Linked DNA regions of Bicyclus anynana: region 2 is linked to region 1. Evidence: chromatin contacts called from public Hi-C data. All regions are on one chromosome and are shown on one strand. Each heading gives the region's core, a stretch centred on a gene start, on an enhancer-like site or on the middle of the called end of the contact. The rest is flanking DNA. Distances are from core to core; before and after follow the strand shown. Region 1 overlaps LOC112045330 (frizzled-4). Region 2 overlaps LOC112045330 (frizzled-4).

Region 1 (6,530 bases), core at 3,188-5,687:
GTTTATTAACTATTCTACAAAATACATATTTAAGTTAAGCCTAACCATAGTGCAATACGACTTCTAGAGTTAAAACGTGCATTTCCAACAACGGATGAATTTACTTCATTTCACTATTTCAAAATGGCTCCCGTTAAATAGCAGCCGTGGGGCTCGGCGCGTCCTAAACAAACAATGATTTCCATTAATGTCCGACGGACTGACGGACACAGCCGCATATATTTATTGATTTATTGATTGTAAGCAGAAATCCCGAATCGTATATTAAACACGGTCCCAAAACGGCCGAAATGTTTTGAAAACGCGTCAGACGGGGAATGTTTGGACAGGTTTATGATAAAATGTTTGGGCGTAATTATATATTTCTGAACTAAATCGATGTTCATTGATGTACCTACAAGCCTATTCATAAAGGAATATAGCCAAAGAGAATATGTGTGGAGAAATGTGCGTTGAAATACGTTAGTTTTCCATTTTACAGCCTATAGGTAGAGGTTATAAGAAAGCGCGAAAAGACGTTACAGTAATATAAATACAAGGTACATAACCTATTATTCTTCCTACCATCTAATTTACCAAATCTAATAGCATTCATAGATACTCAATTGGTGGACATATTTTATCACCACAATATAAGTTTCAGAATTGTAAAAGAATAATTTTTAGTTGCTTGCCTTACCGGTTCCTACTCTGCTTGCCGTGTAGGTAGGTACTATAAACACACTTGACTTGTAAAGTAAGCCTACCATAAACAAACACATTTAGATTTAATTGTTGCCACAAGTGCGAAAATATTAAATCGACCCATGAAAGCTTTCAAAACAACAGTGACCATCTTGTTTGTGGGACAAGATGGCAGACGCTAAACGAACATACTACAACAGCTACGATTTATGTATTTCTATATACATATATTCTATGCCAAATATGCTTTTAAAGTTTATCTTGTGTTTTCGCACCGCCTTCAATAGAAAGGACATCTAGGTGATCTAGGACATCTATGTGATCTAGGACATCATAGGTACGAAGTTTGTTCGATTTTTAGAGTAATGCAACGCCACAGTACGGCCAATTTCGTTCGCTTATTTCAGTTCTTTTCATTTAATCACAAAATTACTGAATCGATTTTGTTAAACGTTAAATGTGACTAGTCTGGAAGTATACTCTTTCAAAGAAAAAAATAATTTTCAAAATTGGTTAGTAAATTACGAAGTAAATTGGTTAATAAGTTACGAAGCAAAATGGCTATACTATACTTACGTAACGTAATGATTGTAATATACTTTTTGGTACTTAGACGTTAGTAAATTGAATAGTTGTGAGGTAACAAACATAAAAACAAGAAAGCCAGTTAAAATAGGCATATACGAGCTTTCTCAATAATATGTACATAACGTTTGCCGTTTAGATTATGCATGGTCACCCTAAAGTAATAAGTTTGCGCTTAGCAAGCCCTCTCAGTATAGTTCGCGATAAGAGTAACTTGACTCAGCGTACATTACACTGGCTCACACAGAAGTGCTTCTGTTTTCAAATCAACACATGCTGATATAATATAATGTTGTGGGTTTGTAAGGCGATAGTGTTGCAGGCGTTATTATGTTACCATACGATTATTTCCTGCTTGTATTAGAGAATACAGTGTTATCTTTGCACTCTCATTAATACAGTCACATGTGTATAGGCAGCGCCGGACCGAGGTGAATTTTAGAATGGAGCGAGATCCAATTATGGCGCCTTTCCTGTTTGCTCCTAACATTATATACTAGGGACGTCTGAAAAGTTCGTAGAATAATATATATATATAAATTTCTTTTCGATCTTGTCTTTACCATTTCGGCGCCCCCTAGGATTTGGCGCCTGGAGCGACCGCTCCGTTCGCCGTATGGACGGTCCGGCCCTGTGTATAGGGATGTATAGTCAAATATTTGTATGATGAGCATCTAGGAGTAGCATATGTGTTTTGAATTGACGCCCCGCGGTTTTACCAGCGTAATCCCTGTACCTGTGAGAATTTGGGAATAAAATATAGTCTATTATGACACTTATAAATAACCTGACTTTCTCATGGTAAAATCTCTCTCTATCTATCTGTAAAGGTCTATTAGCTTGTGTTATGGGTAGTAAGATAACTATAATTTATCTATAGACGCTATACTAATATTATAAAGAGGTAAAGAGGTTAGAGGTATTATTATAATTAGGTATGTGATATTGTAGGGAGGTTATCTCTGGATTTACTAAACCGATTTTAAAATTTCTTTTAACACTAGAAAGCCACGTTAATTGAGTGTGTCATAGGCTATATTATATCCTTGCGTTCTCACGGGAACGGGAACTACGCTAGTAAAGCCGCGGGGCGCCAGTTTTATAATAAAGTTAAAAGCAAGATACTTGTTTTATACAAGTAGCAGATACTTTCTAGCTATTAGGAAATATAAAAGCATTCAAATAATTTATCTATTAAATATATCTAGTTAAAATAAATGTAAATAAAAATCTACAAAATATGTAATTAAACTTTCAGCTGTGGCTTTTTATTACAAATACCGACACTGGTAACTCGTTAACCCAATAAATATAGCAGTTAAACCACTAATAACTACTGCCAGTCTATTCCAATATTATAAAAATAAACCGTAGGTAATTGCACGAACATTACACTCGTAATTCATGACATGATCTTATTTTGTGCTTGCAGCAAATTGCTAGATATAATAAGGAGCTTGTTGCCGTGGCTGCCTACCTAGAAATTAAAGTCAATTTCGAAATTCCCGTCAGACGCGTTCCGAACGATACTTAGGTATAAGTTATACCCGCCCTTAATTACATGGCTATCCATCATCGAAAACCAACAAACAAGATTTCGAAAAGCGCAGCCCACCCAGACACTGACAGAAATATTTGCCCCATGACCTTCGGATCACAAGATTCGGAAGAGAACTTAAGGATGGCCGCTCACTGACAATTTTTAGTTGGCCGATAGTTAGACGACTTTTTAATTGTACGTGATTTAGTTGGACAGATGTGCGGGCTGTCATACATCGCTATACCTGAGGGCCTAGTGGCAGTTTGATACTGTTACCGTCACGTAACGTAAACGCGAATTTCTAAGGAATTGAAACAGCGCCATCTAGTGGCACTACTGCACAACTGTTTCAATTCCATATAAAATTTGCGAAAACGTCAACGTGATAGTAACAGTATGAAAATATTGAAAACTCCCACTAGGCACACTGTTCTACAACCGGCCAACTAAAAACTGTAAATGAGCGGGGTCTCTAAAAGTTTGATAATATACCAACTCGTATCTACTCGTAGTTCATATAATGAGAACCTGTTTTATGTTGTGAACGTATTTAGAAATCAATCAACTATATAATTATGTTTGCTTTTATAAATGGTTGTCGGCTTAGATTAAAGAAACAGGTACCGATGTATTATGGTGCGGCGACTGTGTTTATTACTTGAAACCTTAAAAGTTCGATTCTACCAAGCCGGTAGCGCGGAAGTCCGAAGTCGTAGGACTTTAGACGCAGTTTTTTTAATTAATAGTTGTTAGGTAAAATAGGGTGTGTAATTTTGAAACTATAAACTTCGTCCGTATGCTGTTATAACTGATGTTAAGTTGTTGGTAATACCAAAATAACAGATTTTAACCGGATGTTGAAATTTTTTTATTGAATGTCTGATTGTTTGGCACATTTTTCAACCGAATACTTTTAATTTTATGTTACTTAGGTAATTAAATGCTTATGAATGTTTTAACACGATACTTGACAAGAAAACTAGTCCATGTCTGTTGGTTTGCTTTTTCAACCGACGAAAATAGAGAGAAGGTTAACATTTCGACGTGCATATATTTTTTTATGTATGAACACGTGTAACTTTTTACTGAGTAGTCCGATATTGATATTTTTTAAGGGTAGGGTTCGAATTAGGTTCCATATAAATTTGGAAAAAAAATACAACCCTAAGGGTAGGAAAACAGGGAATGATTGATTGTATACCCATTAATTGATTTGACGGAACATTTCATTGGCACACAGATAGTTCACCTATAAAAGTTACTTAGAAAACTTTTATTAATGTAAGAAACGTTAGAATAGTACCAGTATTGTTCAAACATTGTCTTAAACAATGCGGAAAGCGTCTTCTTACGTATAAGTATAAAACAAAACGCATCTCTTCAGAAAATCGTGACATACCCATCAACAACCACTCAACATTCAACATCAAATCCAAGACAACAGATCTTATTATAGATAACCGTAACACAGATATGTTACTGGTATAGAGAAAGTGATAAATAGTGTAATTCAAGTTCAAAGCCAGATTATAACAATGGCCGTACCGAGATCGTATCACAGCGTGGTCCAGCCTGCATCGTGTTGTGGATATCTCGGCGCGTGCATCGTGGCTAACAAGCGATGCAGGACGCGTTGAGAATACAAAATGAAATTTTCAAGTACAAAAAAAAAGGTTTACCAGACCTGTGTTGGTGTTATCGAAATAGATCTTGTGTTTGATTTGTTTTGTAAGGGAACAGGTTTGATAAACATTTTATAAGAACAACGAATGAGTATTTTGATGTTCTACGAGAAAACGTGACGGATCGATCAAATACTTACAATCACAATATATGTAAATTAAGTGTTTGTCAGTGTTTTTAAAGTAACTGTGTCTTAGTTAAGTGCTTATAGTTATTAACACGAGATCAAAACACAAACGAGTTTTTTTAAAATTTGTGTCTGTCTGTCTCTTTGTCCGGGCTAATCTTTGGAAAGGCTGAACCAATTTTGATGGGACTTTCACTGGAAGATAGAGAAGATTATTGAGCAATATATAGACTACTTTATCCCGTAAACACCAAATATTCACGCGGCATATTATGTGAAAAACTGAATTTCTAACTATAGCTTGGGAGTGTTAGATATATTTCTAAATATATCTAACACTCCCGATATGGGGGCGTGTAGCGATGAATGAAAAACCCACGACTGATGCACGTCACTTCCCCTAACGCACGATTTCACACACGCGCAGTATTTCCGTCCGTCGCCCGCATATCATGAGAGTGTTATCAACGAACTTGCCAGAGTCTTCGTTATCAACCCATATTCGGCTCACTGCTGAGCTCGAGTCTCCTCTCAGAATAAGAGGGGTCAGGCCAGTAGACCACCACACTGGCCCAATGCGGATTGGCAGACTTCACACACGCAGAGAATTAAGAAAATTCTCTGGTATGCAGGTTTCCTCACGATGTTTTCCTTCACCGTTTGAGACACGTGATATTTAATTTCCAAAAATGCACACAACTGAAAAGTTGGAAGTGCATGCCCTGGACTGGATTCGAACCCACACTCTCTGGAATCGGAGACAGAGGTCATATCCACTGGGATACCACGACTCTCGCCTATAGAGTTTAGTTAATCATAATTTACAAAATATTAGGTACTTCTGTTTCCTGTGTAAAGCTGGAAACCGATCTAATTGCCTCCAAGTCCTCCAATGACAATTCATTAAGAATTTCACCACACTGCAGCTACATATTTTTTAACTAAGGTTCAATAAATTCACTGCATCATCGCCCAATATTCGTTGCATCGCCACAAAGCCGCTGGTTCCAATAATGAGGGTAGTGCGATAGCATCGCGGGCGGAGTTGATCCCCGCGCCAGATATGTAGGATCCTTTCTCGGCTCCTTTGTGTTTCTCCGGGTATACGCGACCGAATTGGACTTTGGTTGCCTTTAACTAAGCCTGTGTTACTTTAAGGTTCTTGTAATAAGTTCAGTGCCTTTTTAACACATGAAGCTATGTAGGTTTTAGCTGTTAGTGTTTATTTTATGAAGCATTGGTTTATATGAAGCTTTAACTGTGTTAGTATAATTTATTTATGTAAATATTTAAAAATTTTAAGCTAGAAATCTTGTGAAAAAATTTTTACTTTATTAGACACTAGCTGATGCCGCGCGGTTTCATCCGCGTGATTCCCGTTCCAGTAGAAATATGGGGATAATATATAGCCTATAGCCTTTCTCGATAAATGGGCTATCTAACACTGAAAGAATTTTTCAAATCGGACCAGTGGTTCCCGAGATTAGCGCGTTCAATCAAACAAAAACAAACACAAACTCTTCAGCTTTATAATATTAGTATAGATTAAAAAACTGTATAAAACCTAGTATTTAGCTTCTAAAATAACAGTTTATATCGATAATAGTTATTAAATATTTACGCCGTGACTGAGACAGTGATGATCCGTTTCATAGAGGAATATCTGATAAAAATTAGTTTTTTTTTTAATTTGTGCTAAACTATAGCTTGGCAAGTTCGTTTATGACATTCCCATGATATGCGGGCGACGGGGGAAAGGACTGCACAGGTGTGAAGTCGTGCGCACCAGCAGAGGGAAGGACAGCGCGGGTATAAAGTCGTGTGCGCGGACCATTGGGAGTGTAACGAACGAATTTGCCAAGCTATAAACTAAATTCTGTCCCTATGTCAAATTTCCACATACGTTTAAGA
Region 2 (7,160 bases), core at 2,949-5,448, 38 kb before region 1:
CTTTGTTTTAAATACATATAGAAAGAGCTTACATAAACTTGGTACTGTACTTGTTATCTAAAGTCGGTTTCTTTTTTAAATTCACGTGTTGTGGTATTAATTCCAAGTTTTTAGAATATTTTATCAAACAGCGGCGTTCTTCAAATGGTCGTATCCGTTAAATAAAGGATTTAATAATCACGGGTTTACGCGATAAGAAGTCTCTCTTGATAATATTAGTAGCACAGGGCACGCCGCTGTAATATTATAATTATACGAGTAGAAGAAGGATTTAGTTGAGTAAAAATATGAGTATGTTGATTGTTATTCTCTCTCATTTAATTACGCATATTTACATCACACAAAAGGCGTCGCGCCATTTCAAGAATTAAATGCTTGCAGTATTTCACTCTTGAATTCTTTATACAACGGCCTAGTGAAAGCTTCTTACGGTGTTGGTCAAAACCTTCATTGCTTACACTTTGGTTATTATAAGGTTTAATATTTTTATGACAACTTTAGAACAATTGGTCCTTCGAGCCGGATGTCTAGTTAAATAAAAAATTTTAGGGTTACTGAACTTTGGCTATGATAGTAATACATTTATATTTCGCGGATTTTTAGGCTAAGAGCTGATTGATGAAGACTAGAGAAGTCCAAAACAAACACTGCATCAATATCGTCATTCGTCGTCATTTTCAACCGATGGGCATCCACTACTGGACATAGGTCTATAAGGACTCCCAAACATAACGGTTTTGATCTTCTTGTATTTAGTAACTCTTTTAACCCGCTGTCATCTATCCAGATACCTAAACACCCAGACACCTGGAGAGTCGACCAACACAAACATTTGCTTTGGCGAACCGCGAATTTGAAATCTTTTTATATGAAGGTGACTCATTAAGTACAGCAAACCACGTGTTATATTAGTACTACAGTACGAATATAATGGAGAATAGTTCACAAAACACTCATTCTTCCAATACTGTGCAATGAATGCGTGCTCCCGTGCACTCGTATGAGATTTTAATCTCTTTGAAAACGCCGCGGATCGAACAATCAAAGGACGTATAGACCGAATCGTATGATGCGATTACGATTATGTGCCGATACGGATGTGTATTAGAATGGTATTGGTTCGGTACGCTAAAATAATAGAATCGCGATCCATTCATAGCTTTTGTGGGAGGTATTTTTTAAAGTACGTTACCATAACATAATTATTGTCTTACCTACGTACAATACTGAGCAGGTATCTTAAAGCCTCTCTAAATGATCACAAATTAGACTATTAGATAATAATTTCCAAGAAGTTGACAATGTATTTTAAGGCAGAAGCGGGGTAACTTGAAAGAGGTACAAGTTTATTCTATATCCATACTTCTGACGGCTGTACGCGTCATCATACTGGAACGCTAAATCACTGGTAGTACAATTACTTCTTGGTCGGTAGAGTGGTAACCAGCAACGAACGATGCCTATCACTAGACCATGACCTCAGCAAATTTGCGAAAATATAAAATCCTAAACTGATAAATACGAGTGGCGGTCATTCCTGGTGACACTACTGACTGACGGATCTGATTAGACATCACAGTTACCTGTAGGTTCATCAGGATCCACATCCCTGGTGACGACCAGCAAGGAGGAGTAACGGTCGTTCCTGACACCGCTACTGGCGGGGGGCGCAACTGATTAGACATGACAGTTACCTGTAAGCTCATCAGCATCCACGTCCCTTGTGACCAGCACGGCGGCGGCCAGCGCGGCGGGCACGCCCCACGCAGCCAGCTGCAGCAGGGAGGAGTGGCGGTCGTTCCTGGCGCCGCTACTGGCTGGGGGGCGCAGCACGCTCGCTCGCCACGCACCCGTCACTACCACCCACCTGGAAATGTATACGCTGAAATTAGTTTAGCAACAAATAGACTATTTTGGAATTAAACGCTTAAAGGTAAGTACGAGTAAAGGCTGATGCTCAATATTATCGTCATCATGGTCATTCTATTATAGCGGTCCACAGATCTCCTCATCTCCTCATCCTACCCCAGGATCTCGTGATCCGAATAACATAACCTAACCTTGCAAAAGTGCTCGTTAACTAAGCCTACACAAAATTAATTAATTTGACTTGGACTTTGAAACCACATCTGGTTGACAGCCAACGAGCGTCCTTAATAAACTTATTCATTAATTCTTTTTTTCTTGCTATTTGAATAAACATGAGTCGGTGTGCTAAGCTATTCACTAACTAGGTGTGTATTGACAACCTATAAAAATTAGCATCAAATCTACAAACTGCATTTTTCTTATTCTGTAAATACCCAATGATAATAATTAAAATGACGTCATAACAACGGCAACTGGGCAATATCCACTCATCTGCTATAGTATGAATTCATTTTCATTATCAATGTAAGCCCATTGATAATGAATACTAAAAATGCAGTTTTTAATAATTTGATATTAATTATATCTCTAATTTGACTGACTCTTGCGCGCGTCTCAATTTTGTTGTAAATTAAAGACTAAGTTAGTGAATAGGCCGTCTGACCGGTATTGTTTTATTGCTATCAAAACTTTGCAGATACTATTTAAAAAGGGCGTAAAAATTCAAGATGGGATTAATTAAGCGGTTGATTCAAGCAAAAAAATCAGCTGTTGACGCAGGTGGGTTTGTTAAAGTGTTTCAGTCAATTATCTCACCATATGAGGAAAGTTGAACGTGGCAATTGTATTTTATAAACAATCTAGCATACTATGAAATGTTTGGAGATTAATTAAAGTAGCTAATAAGGCAGGTAATGAGTGTAATGGAGCATAACGTAACCGTTGTATGCAGTTTTTAATGACAGGTTGGGCCAAAATACGAATGAACAGGTAAGTAATAAAAAAAAATATTATCGTAAACAACGTTTTGTAGACATCGTTTTGATGTGATGGTAAAAAAAAATGCATACAAAATGGGTAAATGTTTCCTACCTATAATATAATTGTTATATTTCGTAGTGCACCTACGAGCATGTCAGAATTAAAATAATATTAAAGTTTTAAAGATATATCGTCGTTATCAACATATACGGCTCACTGCTGAGCTCGAGTCTCCTCTCAGAATGAGAGGGGTTAGGCCAATAGTCCACCACGCTGGCCCAATGCGGATTGGCAGACTTCACACACGCAGAGAATTAAGAAATTCTCTGGTGTGCAGGTTTCCTCACGGCGGTTTCCTTCCTTAAATATATATGTTGAATATAAAAACTACTATTTTATATACCTAGTACCTACCTGGTACATTAACCTATCAAAACAAAATTAAATTATTGAAACATGTTCTATGTCATGTACCTACCCGTAGCATGTTAAGAACGCTTTTAAGAAATCTACTTGAATATAAATAAAAGTTATTTTTAAAGCATGTTTTCATACATTGCTCTGACGGCAATAAAAATAAAATAAAGCATAACTCTGGGCAGCCAGACCGGCGTAAACTTTTAAAAGCGCATTCATTTCGAATGGGGTCGTTATTAATTTTAATGCCCACAGATGATCAGTTGTAAATAATAATAACTGATATTAGAATTTTTAAACGTGACTTGTTGTCATCGACCGTGGTTTTTAATCCCCGATGCAAAAAGAGGGGTCTATAAATCTGACGTGTATGTCTGTCTGTGGCACCATGGAATGAAATATAGCATATGTTACTCACTGATAATGAAACTTTCCCTTAGTGCGATAGAATTTTGAAAGTCGGTTTCTTTTAGACGTGAAAGCGTAAAAAACACAGAGCTTACAACGCATCAGTGTGATTCTGAACTTAAAATTGCTTAGTACAGTAGAAAAGATGAATTCAAAACTCAATAAGGTGAACATAACACTTTTAGAGAAACTAAACATTTTTTAAGTTCTACTAAAACTACTATCGAGTTTTACTTCTACTACTACAGTTCTACTGAAAAAGTTGCTGTAATATACCCTGTCAAAGATTGCGCTTTGCCCAAAACGTACTAATCCAACATGGCAGCTTGAGTTGATGTAAATTACAGTCCTCAGGGCTCTTAAGCTCGTTAAAGCCCGCGACAGGTAAATCCTCCCGAAGGGACAAGAAAGGTATCGCCTTGTTTTACCGACACCATTATAAGTTGAGCTGTCGGTATCTTGAACTCACTTTACGTTGTACGGAGTTGAGGTTAGGCATAAGGACCCCCAGGGGTACAATTAACTTGGACAAGCTCGCCTGCAGTGGCGTGTCACTGGCACTTGAACAAACAGCGGTCTCTATTTGAACAGAGCCAAAAGTGGCGATAGTCCAAACACCAATGTTTGTTCCACTGCACTGGCGTGTTTATACGGGCCACGACCAACACATGTCGGCTAACATTGTGGGTGTCTAATATTTGTATGATTTGCATTGTGATAATTAGGTATTGGAATGGTACAAGTATGAGAACTGGCATGTTTTTAGTCAATAGTTTAACTGTTTAGTTTTTACAACGATTGCTTCTTTTAAACATAGTCGATTGCCTATTCTGTACATACCTACTGATATTTTCAGAAGAGCCTGCTACATGGAATTATTATTGTATGCCAACATCTGTATAAAAATGTTAATTGCCCATTTTTTGCTTAAATAAAGATACAATGATCAAGCAGTTGTATTTATCTGAAATTTTCGCTATGACTGAAAATGCCAAATTGTGAATCTTTATCATTTTCATATTATGAATAGAGGTATAGAAAGGTATGAGAATTGGCATGTTAGTGGTCAATAGAAATATGAGTGAGTGTTTAATTTTTTACATTGTCAAACAGCCGTATAACTCTATGCGAAGGTATTTTCAGAAGTTCCAAGTGATATTGAGATTTGAGCGCTAACTCTAAGTTGTAGAGTCGTGCAAGTTCTTTATTATATTCATATTACGCTATAGGTAGGTACTCGTAATTACTGACTGACTTATTATTTGCAGATATTCATATTGACTTCGTGGCAACATTCCTCGTGGGCAGGATTTGTATCTGTTAGCTTAAGTTTCTTATAGTATACTTGTTCACTTTCGTGTACAATGTGGTTAAAGCCAGCTTGGTTTTTATAATTTTTTCATTTGTATGCAAACTCCTAAGTGAATGTCTGCTATCTGTCTCGATGTAGAGAGCAGAGTAAAGAGGAAAACTGTCCCGATGTAGAGAGCATTTTAAATATTTGAGTAAACTGACAGGCTATTTGAAATGCACTTCCAGACTCCAGTTCAAAATATTCACTTCAAAAACTATACATGGGTGGAACAGCAAGTAAGCTATGGGTATTGTTGTGTATATTGTATATTGAATCAAGGCGTAAACAATTTTGTTTCTCACTGAAAGCTTACATTTTTCCACAGTAAAAATGGTGGGACTCAAATACTCAACACAGTGGTTTATTGAGCAACCAAAAGCCTCTACTATCCCAACAGTCCACGGCCCTGCGCCATATCGCGAACGCCCCTAGATACGTGAGGAATCTGACCATCCCAGAGACCTCCGTATCGAGGACCTAGACTCGGCCATAATCAATCAAGCGATCCTAGTCTACGCCGAGACGAGACGTAACACCCGCACATCATAGCGCCGTGGCACGCACGCCCGCCCGATCGACTGGCTCTCCCACGGGATATCCTTCAAGAAGACAAATGACTTCATCGTGAGACTTATGTCCGGCTCTACCTGGACGAAACTCTCAAGGCTACACAACTTTACATAGCCAAGAAGATACAATAGAACAAACCCCAACAGGGCAGGAGGTCATCCAATGACCACTCACAACTCTCTCTACCTCTACAATTGTAGAGCGCGAACGACACTGCACACAAGAGGCGAATGTCTTGGACGTGCCACGCATGGGCCCGTGAGAAAAACAAGAACGGAGGTGGATTCGATTCTACTCTTTACACAGTCTTTCCAACTTACTATTAGGCATTTATATTTACCAGATTTGGCAAATATGAAAATAAATATAAAAAATAATTGTAGTAGGTATCTGGTATATATGTATGTATGTAGTTATATGATAAAGTAGTAGGTACTCAGTGTGTATTTTTCATTAGATACTCCTACATAATGAAGCCACAGGATAAAAATGAATCATTCTGAATGCAAACATCGTTACCACAGAGGCGTGAACAGGCTGGAAGCTTTTAAATATTTGTATTCTTTTTCTTATTTTAAGTGCGGCGTGTCGCACCTCGATCGACCATTAATTGATAATATTATCTTGCTGGAACCGATCCTTTCACGCTATAAAATTAAAAAAAAAACAACTAAAATGTAAATTCAAATATTTGTGCTACAAGGCTTCAACAGTTTTATAAGGCTGGGACGGTTAAAGTGCATATGAAAATAGCAGAAAAAGGAGTATAAGACTATGGTATTGCAGCTAGGATAATCTATGGATTTACTAAACCGATGTTGAAAATTCCTTCAACGCCACGTTATTTGTGAGTGTCATAGGCTATATTTTATCCCTGCATTCTCTAAACTACGCGGGTGAAACCGCGGGCCGTCTGCTAGTTTTATTATATTTTACAAATTACAAATGCTGTTATATACTGAAATAGATAAAGGTGCTTAAAGTTAGGATTAATATAACGCTAATTTCAGGTCTTAGCTATCAAAGACATTCGTTTTTAAGAATCATCATAATATAATTATATTCTACAGAAAAAACTGATTTTAAATTGCATGATGTAGGTGTAGGTAGGTATAATAATATGCTCCCGACCGACTTTTTCGGTCACGGCGGCTAATCTTATGGTGAGATTAACCAATTACGCAGGAGATATTATAGTGCACAAGTGTGTGCGCAGGCACAGGTGCACTCTCTCTTCCCTCACTCTCGAAATCCGATGGGACGGCAGACCGACACGACCGGTGAGAGATCAGGGGCAGGACCGACGGCTTTACGTGCTCTCCGAGGCACGGGGGTGTACTAACACCGCCAACTTCCGAACTCCAGGCTGCTATTAAGATTTTCCTTGTAAGAAAAAAATCCAAATAACCCATTTTGTTTTTGTTGGCCTGACCAGGGTTCGAATCCCGATTCGAACCCTGGACCTCATTGTTCGTAGCTGAACCAGCTAACCACGGGATCAATGAGGCAGTAAAAGTAGGTAGGTATAGATACTATTTGTCGGTGCATTTTTAATGATTGT

Evidence for each region. A called contact is a pair of places that touch in the nucleus more often than the background predicts.
Region 2: a Hi-C map of whole larva shows a contact between it and region 1, with 4 times the contacts expected there. The contact joins two enhancer-like sites. A contact is called at or near these places in 2 of 2 Hi-C or Micro-C datasets (whole body and whole larva).

What each region holds. Positions count from the first base shown.
Region 1 is chr19:8,236,963-8,243,492 of ilBicAnyn1.1, reverse strand. All of the region lies in intron 1 of LOC112045330 (frizzled-4), which reads right to left. Among protein-coding and RNA genes, the nearest start is that of LOC112045330, 16 kb to the right of the region's middle. Within about 2 kb of position 4,437, at least 3 of the 8 cell types and tissues checked have open chromatin away from gene starts, as enhancers often do.
Region 2 is chr19:8,273,764-8,280,923 of ilBicAnyn1.1, reverse strand. LOC112045330 (frizzled-4) reads right to left here. Exons shown (of 3, transcript XM_024081478.2): 2 at 1,695-1,867. Among protein-coding and RNA genes, the nearest start is that of LOC112045317, 10 kb to the left of the region's middle. Within about 2 kb of position 4,198, at least 8 of the 8 cell types and tissues checked have open chromatin away from gene starts, as enhancers often do.